2 separate regions of the Oryctolagus cuniculus genome follow, and region 2 is linked to region 1. Evidence: chromatin contacts called from public Micro-C data. All regions are on one chromosome and are shown on one strand. Each heading gives the region's core, a stretch centred on a gene start, on an enhancer-like site or on the middle of the called end of the contact. The rest is flanking DNA. Distances are from core to core; before and after follow the strand shown. Region 1 holds the start of HEY2 (hes related family bHLH transcription factor with YRPW motif 2). Region 2 holds the start of TPD52L1 (TPD52 like 1).

Evidence for each region. A called contact is a pair of places that touch in the nucleus more often than the background predicts.
Region 2: a contact with region 1 is called in a Micro-C map of ear pinna, with 10 times the contacts expected there. The contact joins the promoter of TPD52L1 here to the promoter of HEY2 in region 1. A contact is called at or near these places in 4 of 6 Hi-C or Micro-C datasets (ear pinna, embryonic fibroblasts, psoas muscle and 1 more).

Annotation. Positions count from the first base shown.
Region 1 is chr5:44,057,334-44,064,016 of mOryCun1.1, forward strand. HEY2 (hes related family bHLH transcription factor with YRPW motif 2) reads right to left here and starts at 2,659. Exons shown (of 6, transcript XM_051854369.2): 1 at 2,436-2,659; 2 at 644-722; 3 at 428-511. The coding sequence starts at 2,518. LOC108177469 (a long non-coding RNA gene) reads left to right here and starts at 2,859. Exons shown (of 3, transcript XR_001794288.3): 1 at 2,859-3,605.
Region 2 is chr5:44,709,918-44,716,740 of mOryCun1.1, forward strand. TPD52L1 (TPD52 like 1) reads right to left here and starts at 3,024. Exons shown (of 8, transcript XR_011388538.1): 1 at 2,794-3,024.

The sequences.
Region 1 (6,683 bases), core at 1,409-3,908:
ACTACAGATATTCCTTTCTGGGGTTTATTTTTTAAATAAAAGGATTACTTAACAGTTTGGCAAAAAAAAAAATACTTTATAATTTTTTTTTTTTTTTTTTGCAGGGAAGAATACTATATACAACGCGGTCTTAAAACCACTACTGGTATTCATAGAAAGAACAGAGAAAGCATGAACAGTCTTACCCTTAAGGGGAAAATAAGCTAAAGAATGGAAATGTTTTTCAACTTCAAGATGGATTATGTTTTTAATAGTTTTGCCACAACAAAGCATTTTATTGAAATAGCTGCTCTGTGCCAGATCAGGGCACATACACCATTATTTTAATGAGCTTTAACAAGAACCCACATCCCCAGATGAGAGAATCAGATTGTTTGAGTTTTTTTGGGGGGGCAGGGGGGAGCGGTATGTGATGGGGGTAGCTTACTTGTTTTTCAAAAGCTGTTGGCACCAGTCGTCTCAACTCAGATAAACTATTATTTATCCGATCCCGGCGCCTTTTCTCTATAATCTATTCCAAAGAAAGCAAAACAACAAAAGTTTATGAATACACAAATGATAAAATTACTCACAATGGAAAAATAGAACTGTTGCACATTAGGCTGGGTTACGCGAAATAAAATGGGGGGGGGAAATCACATACCCCTCTCCTTTTCTTTCTTGCCATAATCTGAGATGTGGTTGTTGGAGAATTCGATCTTATCACAGAACCAGAACTTTGCCTAGGAAATAGGAAGAGTATATCAGGTGTTGCATTAACATAACAAAAGTTTCTCCAAAGTACAAAGTGATCGCACAGATCGTGTCTGTGTTATTTTAGTCTTAGTTCTTGCTTCACTTTTAACAGATTGCACTTTTAACTCTGCTGACTCTTTTCAGGTAGGAATTATGTCCCTTTGGTTTTAAATCTGTAACGTGCTAATACAGATGTCAAATCCATTGGCAAAAATGACCCTGAATCTTACTTGAGTCTCCCAGTGAAACAATGATGAGTTGTTAGGGTGAGAAATTACATATTAATACTTCCTAGTTCTACTCCCACATATTTCTTAAGTCAATTAACGGCTAATAGAATCCTACCTCCTCCTTCCTGTCACACACACTGAACAAAGTAATAGCACTTTTAAAAATAAGAATCATATTAAGCACCACTATCAGATATAGAGTCATCACATGTCAAACTGTTGTCCCTAGATGCAATCTTTAAAATAAATGCAAGTTATTGTATATTTCAAATCTTCAGTCATATCTCGTAATAGGGCAAAATGAACAAATTTAATGTGTGGCATACTGATCTTCCAAAAGCATGTCCTAAATTAACTATGCCACTAATAGGAAACTTAAAATTAGGTTTAGTACTAGGAAAAACTTTGAAAATGAAACCACCTCTCAGCGGTCCGTGTAAGCTTAAATCTCAAGCAGCTTGCTAATGAAATGCTATTTTTCCAAAGTTCAATCAAATTATCGTCTGGTCAGGACACTTTCATAGTCCTGCCTAGTTTGTATCTGTTGTGTTTCCTAACTCATGGGTACTACATTTTCTTGCGTTCTCAAATTCTCCAGGTTTCTGTCATTTGCTCTTTTCCATTTTAGAAATGTTGCACACACCAGGTTCCTATTACCTCACCTTTTCACTTCTGGATCCTATTTCTGAATCAACTGTCCCCTATTATTCTCACCCCCTTTCTATTGGTTTCACCTTTCACGTGACACCTTCCGTTTTTCGGACATTTTTTAAGATGACATAATGATACTTTAAAATTAGATTCTCTGCAACCCACGTCTCACGTAAACATCTTTGCTCTTACCGTCTGCAGGTTGTGGTTTGTACCTATTACAAATAGGGTAGGAGAGCAAAGTAGTTTTCCAAAAGTAGGAAGGATTTCGCTCTTTGACAGCTGCAGATAAATAATTAAGGCGCTTCTGGGGATGCCAATTAGAAGCAATTATCACTTGACCCGGCCCGGCGCTAAAACGCCTCTCGGTTCATGTGCCTGTGCCACAGGAAGCAGGAGGTCTGGCTCCTGGGATCTCGACGCGACCCGCAGGCTCAGGACCAGCGCGTCAAGGAGATGATGCCCTGCCCATCCTCGCGGCCGCCACTCGCTTGCGGGTCAGCCAAGTCACGCACGGTCAACCCGAAACGCGCCACCGCCGCAGACTAATTTCTCCTTTCTCCTGGCCCATTGTGAAAGTGCCCCCAACAGTTGCAGTGGCGGGGGGCGTCTCTCCGGACAGCCGGGCTCCCTCCCACGCCCGCGCGCTCCCCTCCGGCTGCGGCCCGCGCCCCCTCAGCCCCACCCCCGCAGCGAAAGACGACAGACAGCCCTCGCCCCCCACGCAAAAAGCATCCCGGACAGAACTTCCCTCCCCGCCACGAGCCGGCGGAACAGAACGTCGGGCTCCGGGGCAGCTCCCTCAGAGCGCGCGCTCACCCCGAGTAATTGTTCTCGCTCCCCACGTCGATGGTCTCGTCCATGTCGCTCTCGGAGGTCGTCTCTTCGCAAGGACGCTTCATCGTGGAGAAGACGGCGCAGGGCCGGAGCCACGGGCGCCCTCCCCGCCCGCCTCCTTCCTCCCTCCCTCCCGCCCACCCTGGGCCTCCGCGGGCGCGGCTCCGGCGACGGCGGCGGCGGCGCGGTCGGCTCCTCGCAGCTCTTTCCCACGCCGCAACCCTGCTCCGCGGCAAGAGCCGGCGCCGGCCACGCCCCCCGCGCGGGCGGGGCCGCCTTTCAGCCCCCGCACCCCGGCCCCTGCGGCCCGCCGGGCAACGCCTCCCCGGAGGTCGGCGTGTGCTGCGATTGGCTAATCCGGGGGGGCGGGGCCGCGCTCTCCAAGGCCCGCCTCGAGGCCGCGGTTCAGGCGTGGGAACGCGGCCGAGCACCTGGGAGCCGGGAGCTGCGCGCGAGGGCGGGCGGAGGGTGCTGAGGGCGTGTGCGCGGGTTCTGTGGAGTCAGCCGGGAAGCACGCCGAGGAGAGCGCGGGCTCGAGCGCGGGCGCGGGCGTGGCAGGGGGCGGGCTCCGGGCGGCGATTTTCCGCCCTCCTGCGCTGCCGGCGGTCTGGCCCTTAAGTTTCAGGCCGGGTTTAAAGAATAACCCCGCGCGCGTGGCTGAGTGTGCGCGAGCGCGTGTGACGTCGGGCGGCGCCAGGGCTCCACCGAACCGCCTCTTCCCACCCCCATTCGGCTGTCCCCAGTCTGGGCCGAAACTGCTGACTGGCTGACCAAAGCGGTCACACTTGCCCTCTGGGGGTTTTGAAAACCCTAAATCAAAGCTGGCTTTTCTGACAAGTCCCGAGCCTACGTCCGCGGCCTCTGGGCTGGACAGATAAGGGCGTCAGTTCTCCCTCAGGTACTTGGCTGCCGGCCGCGGGACGCGCGGCTTCCCTGTCAGCTCTGTGCTTCCCCCGTTATCGATTCCCACGTGGTGTCGGCCGCGGGACCGCCGAGCAGATTTGGCCGGGGCCACGTCCGCCTTGGCGCTGTAAGCGGCGTTAGGGCCGCGGTGCGGGTCTTTAGGGCACCAGTTTAGCAGATTTTCAAGTTCGATTTTCTCGGACTCGGATGAACCGGATAGCCACTTCCGTTCTCCCTCCAACCACCCAGGTGTGTGCAGGCGCAGCCGTCGGGTTCCTTAGAATCCGGAAAGCGGAGGCTCGCGCTGGGAGCGGGAGTTTGTTTCTTGACGGACGCACTCGTGTCCAGTAGACCTTAGGGCACTGGACGCAGGGCTGTAGAAACTCTAGTTGGGCTTTCAGTGAAACCGTCTGCAAGCCGCTCTTTCTCCCCAGCTCCGAGGAACCAGGGCACCGGCCACGCGCGCCGTGCCTCTTGCAGGGCAGGAAAGTGAGTGGGCCGGCGGGGCAGCGGACGGGTCGTGGTCCGGGCACAGGTCGCCCAATAGCTAGCTTCGCGCGCGTGGAGCTACAGGTGGATTCGTGTCTTTGGGGGTCTCCTCCAAGGGAGCCCCCAGGACTCTCCAATCGCTCCGCACCCCCAATGCGCGCTGGGCGGGCGAGGGACGAGGAGAGGAGGGGCAGAGAGTAGACTGGGTGCAGGCGGGCTCGGGCCGGGAAAGTGCGGCCAGCGTGTCACAGACCTCATTAGAACACAAAACCGCGTCCCCACCAGCCCCGTCTCCACTGCCGCCCCGCGGCGCCGCCTTCAGAATCGTGTGAACAGAAACCCGAGACGCGCAGACTTGTGAAATCTCACCCGGAGCGAAGCGCGCGGGCGGCGGCGACCCCCGGGCGCGGCGGTCAGCAGGGTTGGTGCTGGCCTGCGCAGGACTGGTGCTGGCCTGCGCAGGACTCGGGGCCTTGGAGCACTGGCAGTGCCCGCAGCCCGAGCGCGCAGCGCGGGGCAGAGCGGACCCACACCCTTGTGGCGCCCCGGCCGGGGCCACCGCATTCTCGCTCCGGGGAGCTCCCAGGCCCGGACAGGGGTGGTCAGGCCGGTTAGACGCGAGCTCGACCTTCCCTGCTCAACCAGGGTTGCTCTTTGGTGTTTTTTTTTTCCCCCTCCCAAAGCCAATGCCTACAGGTGCAATTAACCTTGCCACGCGAACAAATTAGCCGCCGCTTCCAAACGCCAGCGGCAAAACCTGAAGTCATCATGGAAGAAAAAAAAAAACCCACACAACCAAGAATTCTTTCTCACTATGCTAATACTTTTCATGCATTTCACTAGAATGGTTGGGAAACACTGCAGAGGGAAATGATTTGCTTGCAATAAAGCAGCGATTGGTTAAAGGTTTTTTTTTTTTCTCCCCATATTTGACTTTGAAGACTTAACCGCTGTGCGGTGTTAGGAAGAAATAGATCTCAGGGACGGTCGAAAGCACACACAAATTTCATATCCGTTAAAAATACTTTTTAAGCGAAGAAGGTCGTAGTTTAAAAGCGCTTAGAACATTGTTAAGCGCTGTATGAGTGTTGAAGAATGCGTAGGTGAAAGACCGCAGCGTTTTGAACACCCTCAAAAGTGTATACTCATTTATGTTTGAAGCAGGAATCGTAATTAGGCAGCCCGAGATGTTTCCATTAGATCTTTTATTCCCCTCAAGTATTCCATCTGCCTGTTCCCTCGGTAGGCGCCCCGTCTGCCTGCATCTGAGAGTGCGCGCGGGACCCAGGCACGCACAGGAGGAAACCTCCGCGCACCCGGCGGGCGTCCAGAGGCTCGCAGACGCTGGGTGGGCGCGCGCTGCGGGCTGCCTGGGGTGGCGCGTGTTGGGGGGAAGGGACCTGGGAGGGGCAGAGCGGCGGGGTTGCAGGCCGCCTTCCCCTCGGCGACCTGCTTCCCGGCGAAAGTTGATTGCGAAAGTTGATCGAAGTCTTCCCGAGAGCCCAGCCCGGGGCTGGGAAGTCAGCGCGCAGAGGGAACCGCGGTTCTTTCTTTCTTTTCTTTTCTTTTTTTTTTTTTGGAAGATTTGTACAATGAGATAATTAGACCGAACGATGCAAGGAACTTTCCTAGAAACAAAATCCCATAGAAAAGGAAGCCCAGGACTACAGACCTAAAAGGGGAAGGGAAGACTCGGTAGCTTTTCCGAAATTGGTCGTCCCGCCGTGTTTTGTTGCTTTTTGTGATTTAAGTCGTCGGTGTGAGGGCGAGATGTCGGGTGCTGAGATCAGGAAACTGCAGATGGAATGGCCCCGAGCCTTCTCACAGACACTTCCCCGTACCCGTTTTATGTAAAGCTGGCAATTTTTGCATCTGTATTGAGTTTGATGATCTTGGCCAAGTTTTACCTTGTCCTACAAATTTTGAGTTTTGTAGCATAACCTAATAAAGTGATTGTTTTGCTGCGATTTCAGAATTTCCCTTACAACATTTTTGGAACGAATCTGAGACCTTCCTCCCTCCAACCCTCCTCCCCGGTCTGCTTTTTTTTTCCTTCCTTAGAGCCTTCTGCTTTTTCAGGATCGGCTGTCACACATTGTTACTTGTTGCTTCTGTGAATTCTTTGAGATGCTGTTTATAATTACGTTTTTTTAAAAAAACACAAAAACCTCTGTCACTTTGGTGTTTGGTTCGCTTCGTAGATCACCAGGGTATGATACCACTATACAACATGTTTTAACTTAGTTTCCGAATAAAATTAGGGCAGCTTTGTGATTTGGAGACCTTTATGTTAGTCTGAGAAGCCTACACGTCGATCATTCAAACTGAGAAGTCCAGTATTTTGCCCCTTCTGAAATCTTATAATTATTTACACGGTTTTCTCTTGCAAAGGGAAAACAACCAGGCTGCCTGGAGAAGTGCTAGTCTATTTGCAATTGCAAGGGCAGGTGACAAGCACGTGTGTATCTGCAGGCAGCCTTGTTGGGCTGCCTTCCCGGACTACAAGGCTATTGTGGAGCTGGTAACGCCTTAAAATGTGAGAATGCTGCACCCTGGGAGTAGGGGCCAAGGGCAAGATCCTTGTAAATTTCAATACCTTTCCCAACATCAGGCTGGCAGCAGGCAGGCCAACTTCGGGTCACTGTGTGACACATATTTGCAAGCCAGTAAAGCAAAACAAAGCCAAAAGCAAGGGCAAGCTTAGGCCCACCAACCTTGAAGTCATCTCTAAAAGGGAGCTGGTTTACCCTTAACAATTGCTCTTGCCTGGTCAGCCACAAAAAGTGCATCCTGTTTCTTGGCTTGTGCCAGTAGGCGCTACTTATTGAACCTTGTATC
Region 2 (6,823 bases), core at 1,774-4,273, 650 kb after region 1:
TTCCATGTGTCCCTCCCACCCACAGACGCTCCCTCTAGTCACCAGAAGGGGCGGAGTGCTCAAGGGCAGCAGGAGAGGTAGGCAGAGACTTCGGCTGCATCTTCGCTCTGAAAGTTACAGGAGCTGAGTGGGAACGGGGTCACTGCGGAATCAGCTTTGCTACTCATTACCCATTTTTCTGTGGACCCGGAATTTCTGTCCTTGCATGTTTCCTTTCTGTAGAACCAGCAAGAGAACACTAACCACCTCATGGGACTGCTGTGCCAATGAATGAGTCAATATATGTGAGGCAGGGGTGGGCGTTTGGCCTGGCAGTTAAGAGATGCCAATTAGCACACCCACGTGCCCTATCAGAGCACCTGGGGCTGATCCCTGCCTGTGGCTCCTGATTTACAGCTGCTCACTAATGCAGACCCTGGGAGGCAACAGTGATGGCTGGAGTAATTGAGTTCCTGCCACCCACTTGGGAAATCTGCCTGCGTTCCTGGCTCCCAGCTTTCATCTGCGTAGCCGCTGGAGTCCTTTGGGGCACAAACCACTGGAGGGGAGCTCTTCCCTTGTCCACATGTCCCTCTCTCTCTTTGCCTTTCGTATAAAATAAACAAATACATTTTATACAAAATAATTTCATATAAAATAAACAAATACATATGTGTCACACAAATCAGAGGTAGGGACATAATAAATAAGCTGAACTACTTCGATTATTGCCTGCGAGGCCTAATTTTTCCAGGTTCTCACTGCAATATGCAACCCTCTTTTCTAGCATTCGGGACATTGGCAATTTTAGGTTTTATTTATCAAGTAACTGTCAAATTAATGTCTCTTCCTCTACCATAGACTTTATCAAGGAAAAATCAAGTCTGTTTTTGCTCTGCCTAGCACAGTGCTTGGCAGAGGAGAACGTGGGAATATTTGTTAAATAAATCAAGCAAAGCAGTGACACCAGGGGTTCTCAATCTGCAGCTTCAGATGTTTCCAGAATTTGCATGAATGTTTCCCGTCTGCTTTAGGGCTTCTCCAATTTTGCATTGAATAATACAATCAGCAAGGACACTTTCAAATATATCCATGCCAAAGCTCCAGAGATGCCAATATCATTGGGGTCATCCAGGGCTGGCATTTAAGAATCTCCAAATTTCTCATCTGCAAGTCAGGCTGGACAGCTCCAGTGTTGTTCCTACCACCTTCAGTTCAGCTGTGAAGGCCTCCAACCCAACCTCTGCTTTTGAACTTGGCCAAAAACAAAGATCCTTTGCTTGGTCCCAAGCTCACTCAGGCTTCTGAACCTTCTGAACCTTCTCCTGGGCCCATCTGTGCCTGTTAAACCCCGTTTTGGCAGAGAAGCCTGCTAAGTGAGTGCAGCCAGAACCCAGTATCTGGTCAGCTTCCCCACCATCCACCATCCCCCAGCTGACTTCTGATGGCCTTGGCCTGTGTTCAGTAGAATCCTAATAGGTCAAATCATTCCCCACTCACCCCATGCTGTGTTTGGGGTTGAGCCCACCGCCCAGCTCCAGTTGCTCTTGTCCCCACACCGCTCATGATGGCTCTGAACTAAGTCTTCCCTACCAAGCTTCAATAACAAGCATTGAGCACCCTTTTTAACACCACCTACCCCCACCCTTAAATTCTCCATTCCTATTTAGATGATAGAAAAGGAATCCATTGGAAGCAGCAGCTTCATGGGCAGGATCTTGGCGGATGGACTGGAGGAGTATGGTTCCTGCTCCCGGCAACAAACCTGTTGGGTGACTTCGGGCCCACGCACCCTCACAGCTCCTCTCATTAGGGCACTTCCGCCCCTAGGGGGCGAGCGCACAGGGTCAGGAACCGCCCCCCCCCCCCATACGGGCTTTTATTTCTGTTAGAAGGCACCCCAGAATTTCCTACAGTGAGGAAAGGAGGCGAGGATTGCTTAAAAGGCTCAACTCCGCAGCCCACCTCTCCCTGGCGCCGCTCCCACGGCCGAGCCCCGAATTGATTTCCTTCCTACCCCCGCCTCCAGCTCCTCGTCCGTCCACCTCGGCCGCTTTCCACCGTCCCTTCGCCCTCACTCTCAAACGATTCCATCCACTTAGTCCCCCACACCCGCTCCAAGTGTGACCCCTAGATCGGAGACTGCCCCTCGCGAAGCCACCGCGGGCTGCTCCAGACCCGGGCCAAGTACCCCACGCGCGCTTGGGGAAACAGAGGTCGCTCCCGGGTCGGTCCACACCGCAGCAAACGCAGGCACAACGTGTTGATCCGCCGGGGGTCTTGGGGGCGGTGACGCTACCCTCGCCTCCGAAGGCCAGTCCCGGCGCAGGAAGCCCCTCGCGCGGCCGGGAGACCGGGGCCCCACGGAGCCACCACCTCTGGGCGCGTCCCGCTCACCCGCCAACTTGCGAGATGAGGAGCGCGAGCCCACGGCCCCCGGCGACGGGAGTCGCGCGCTCTCCCTCCCCAGTCCCCTGAGGCAAAGGGAAGGAAACCGATTCCGGACCTCGCACAACAGGTCCTGTGGGCACCTGCCAGGTTGGGGCCGTAGGGGCGACTGGCTGTGGAACGGGCTAGGGCCTTGCGCGGGAGCATTCCCTGCAGAGGGGCCTCTCCATTCACTGAGCCCCAGCCCCACAGCAAATCCCGAGTTTGGGGAGCAGGCATGATCCCGAAGGCGCGGACAGGCGCGGAGTTTCGGACGCGGGTGGCACCGATCCGTCCTTTCCGAGAGCGAAGTTAGCGGATGCAGGGAAAACGGCCCCTATGGGCTCTGCAGGACGTAACCCTCGGGGGCGACTGGCGACCACTCACCTTGTGCCTGCGCCTCCATGGTGGCCGACTTTCGAACTGCGCGCAGCGGGGACGCGAAGCCGATGGCAGCTGGAAAAGAGCTCAGGACGCAGCTGGCCCTGCCGCTGGCGCCCTCTCCAGGCACGCGTGTTGCAGTCGCGGCGTGGACGGATGTGTGACCGCGGACGGACCCCGCTGGCAGTTTCTGCTTACCTCCGCCCCTTCCAGTCCACCTGGCCTTCGCCACGCTGGAAAGCGCCACCTACCGGCCGCTCTGCACAGCAGGCGGAAGGCGTCCACCACCGACCCACGGGAAGTTGGCGCGGAGATGGGCTTGGTAGTGGTTAATGCCCTGGGAGGAAGGAAGGGGACCTGAGTTCACAACGCTGAATCCCTGCTCCTCTGGGAGATCGAATTAGGGGCTGCAAGCCTTGTTCCCAACACCTGGCAAGTGATCAATACATAACCTTGTTTTACATATAGATCCTTTTCCTTTTAACTACACCTTATTTGTGTATATCGTTTATTCATTGACATCGAGCTTGAGGTCAACGGCACTGTTAACTGTTACCAGAACAAAGGTTCAGCCTATTTAACATACACATTTTCTAATTAACGTCATAGTAATCTTGGACCGAACACTCGAGAGCACTACAGCATTATGCTTGGGGCCATTTTAAATAGCAAAATCCACACAAGTACTCACACACACCCCGGCTGGGAACGGGGAACTTGTTTGTAGCATGGGAGTTGAGACAAGAAGGCAGAGCCACCGTATTTGAGCTTAGTTGGAACCCCATGAATCTTTTGAACGCTCCATTCAAGTCCCCCAGTCACAGTGAAAGCACTAAGAGCATTGGTTTTAGTCTTACAGACATTTTAGTGTGGGGCCTGTGTTTGACGCAGTGGTTGCTATGCTGCTCCTGCTCGGCTTCTGGGGCAGCTTCCTGCTACCTGGGATACTTCCAGTCCTGGGGGAGATTTAGATTGAGTTCCAGGCTCCTGACTTTGGCCTAGCCCACACCTGGCTGTTGTGAGCATTTGGGAAGTAAACCAGAGGATGAAAAATCCTCTTCTATCTCTGCCTTTCAAACACACAAAAATAAAACAATAAAATTGGTGGGGAAGTGGATTTAAGAGACAAGTTTATTTTGGTGCAAAATTATTTTGAAACCCAACCAGAGATTTTTTTGTAACACATTTTCCATGAATATATTAATATATAATGTGACATATATTATGTGCTTTTATATTATCTATATATGTTAAACCAGAACCTGCAGGCTGTATTTGTAGGTTGATGGGGCAGTCATGTTTTCAGCAGAGACTAGAAAACCCCAGTCCTGTCTAAGACTTCCCTGGCTCTCCCTGCCCGAGACTGGCCACGTGATAAAGGAAGGCTTCTTTGAGGGTCTTTGCCTTACAGAATCTTGAAGGATGAAGGAAGCATGGCAAGGAACAAGAATTACCAGCTCAGGGCTGGGCAATGCGGCACAGCAGGTTAAGCCACTGCTTGGGACAGCCACATCCCATATCAGGACTGCTTCAAGCCCTGGCCCTTCTGCTTCCTACCGGCTTTGTGCTAATGCATCTGGGAAGACATATAGCATATAGAACTTCGTTCTGGATAGCCCATGTGCTTGGACCCTCGCCAACATCAGAGACCAGGTTAGAGTTCCTGGCTCCTGTCTTTGACCTAGCCTAGGCCTGGCTGTTGCGAACATTTGAGGAGTGAACTAGCAGGTGAAAGATCTCTCTCTTTCTCTCTCCTTCCTTTTCTCTTTGCCTTTCAAATGAATAAATAATGTATAGCAAAAAAGAATGATCAGCTCATATCTCACCTCAGCCCTTCTGTAGCTATGTGAGATCACCCCTTTTTCTCAACATCTACAAAAAAAAATCCTCTGTAAAATATGAGGGGTCTTCACAAAGCTTGTGGGAAATGTGTGTTATGAAACTATTCACGGATTTCAAAAATTTTTTGCGCCAAATTATCTATACTTTGATTCAATTGTTCTATGCATTTTTTTTTTGAAGTACCCTCATACAATGTAGTATTTGTCTACATTTGGTCTTCAATGGTTTACCACTTTTTGTGATTTTTTAAATTTTCTCTTTCTTTCTTGAAATAGGTGATAAATCTTGTCAGGGTTGTGTGTCAGTATTATATTAAGCCTCCCATAATTTCTGCCAAAGAACCTCATACAAATTCATAGCACAAGAAAGATATATTGAATAAACAATGAACTAAGCAGTAGGTTATATTTTATCCATGCTCCAGTTACTCTCAAAGTATAGACTAATAAACAATGAAGTCTCACATTTTCCCTTAAAAGATGAAATACTCATGATTTCCTGGTTCTTGTACAAACAAGTCAACATTTTTGATTGTGTTGAGGATGTCACCAATTTCTCTTTGGAACACCAAGCATAGGGCTTTTAAATTAGTTTTGGTGATAGTGACCAGGCATGCATGAAGTGACCCATGAGTAACTGAACCATTTCTATGGTCCTTGCAGTTGCCTAGAAATTAAACATCAGGTTAGCGTTGACCCTTGGCTGTTGAAATAAACTAAAAATAGTTCATGAGTTTCCAGTTTGAGTCATCTAACCTTCATCTACACTGACTCATTTTTCTGATTTGTAAATGTTAAGTCACTGCCCCTTTAGTGCCTGTTATCACTATTTATAATAATAATAAAATGTTGCTATTCATTCAGAGTTAATGAACATCTTCCATGTGCCAGGAGCTGTGCAAGATGCTAAGAACACGGCAAAGGGAGATGGCCATTTTTGTTCAGAAAGTTCATGATCTGATGACAAAAAAGAGAGGGAAATAAATTATTTTCAAAAGCAATGCAGTGTGGAAAGTGTGCCAGAGGTAAGCCCAGGCTGTGAGCACAGACCAACGCCTCCTCCCTCAGATTGGCAAGAGAAGATAAGGGAATGTTTCTCTGAGGATGTTTGCTGAGTCTGGAAGGATGAAGGAACTAGCCGGGTAAGTTGGGTTAGGCCCCACACAAGCGTTTAGCCAAGGGAAACTATTACTGAAGTGAATGTGTTATAAAAGGAAGGTTTAACTTTTGTATCCTTCCTTTTCCTGCTCACTTATAATGGTGAATTACCTTAAATTTTTTTGAAGATTCTTTATTTATTTATTTGAGAGGTAGAGTTATAGGCAAAGAGAAGGAAAGACAGAGAGAAAGGTCTTCCATTCACTGGTTCATTCCCTGTGGGGAGCAACTCGGACTAGACTAAGTTACCAGAATTAAGACTTATTCTATGCATCTGCTCTCCCACAATATGGCGCTGGGAGAAGAGTAAACAACTTCTACACAGCTGCCTCCAGTTCGACCAATAACCTGCAGGAGCTGATCCTGCTCCTGATTGGAGGAGAGCAGCATACTCGGCGTGTGGGTAGCAGAGTTGGGATTGGTGGAAGAGGACTATAAAGGAGGAGAGAGACAACATGCACCAGGAACATCTAAAGGGAACATCCGGATAACATCTGAGCAGCCCCCAAGAGAGCCGGCCGGCAGTGTGCCGCTCCCCCGTGGAAGTGGGGAAAGTGGCAGGGGGAGCCGCCCTTCCACGGAGGTGGAAGGGTCGGCAGCCAACCCGGGAAGGACCAGCAGCAAACCCGGGAAGGGCCGAGCAGACAAAAGAACAGCGCAGGGTTTAGTGTCATTCCTCCACGAATGGGGGAGCAACAATTCCCCAAATTGCCACAAAGACCAGAGCTGGGCCAATCCAAAGCCAGGAGCCTGGAGCTTCTTCTGGGTCTCCCATGTGGGTACAGGGGCCCAAGTACTTGGGCCATATTTTGCTGCTTACCCAGGCACATTAGCAGGGAGCTGGATCAGAAGTGGAGCAACCAGGACTCGAACCAGCTCCCATATGGGATGCTGGCACCAAAGATGGCAGCTTTTCCCACTACACCACAATGCTGGCCCCTTAAATTCTATAAAGTATAGTCGAACAGCCAACTTCACCCTCCTGTTCTTCATCTCTACAGCTACTCCTCAAGGGAAACAATGAGCTCGTGTTTGGC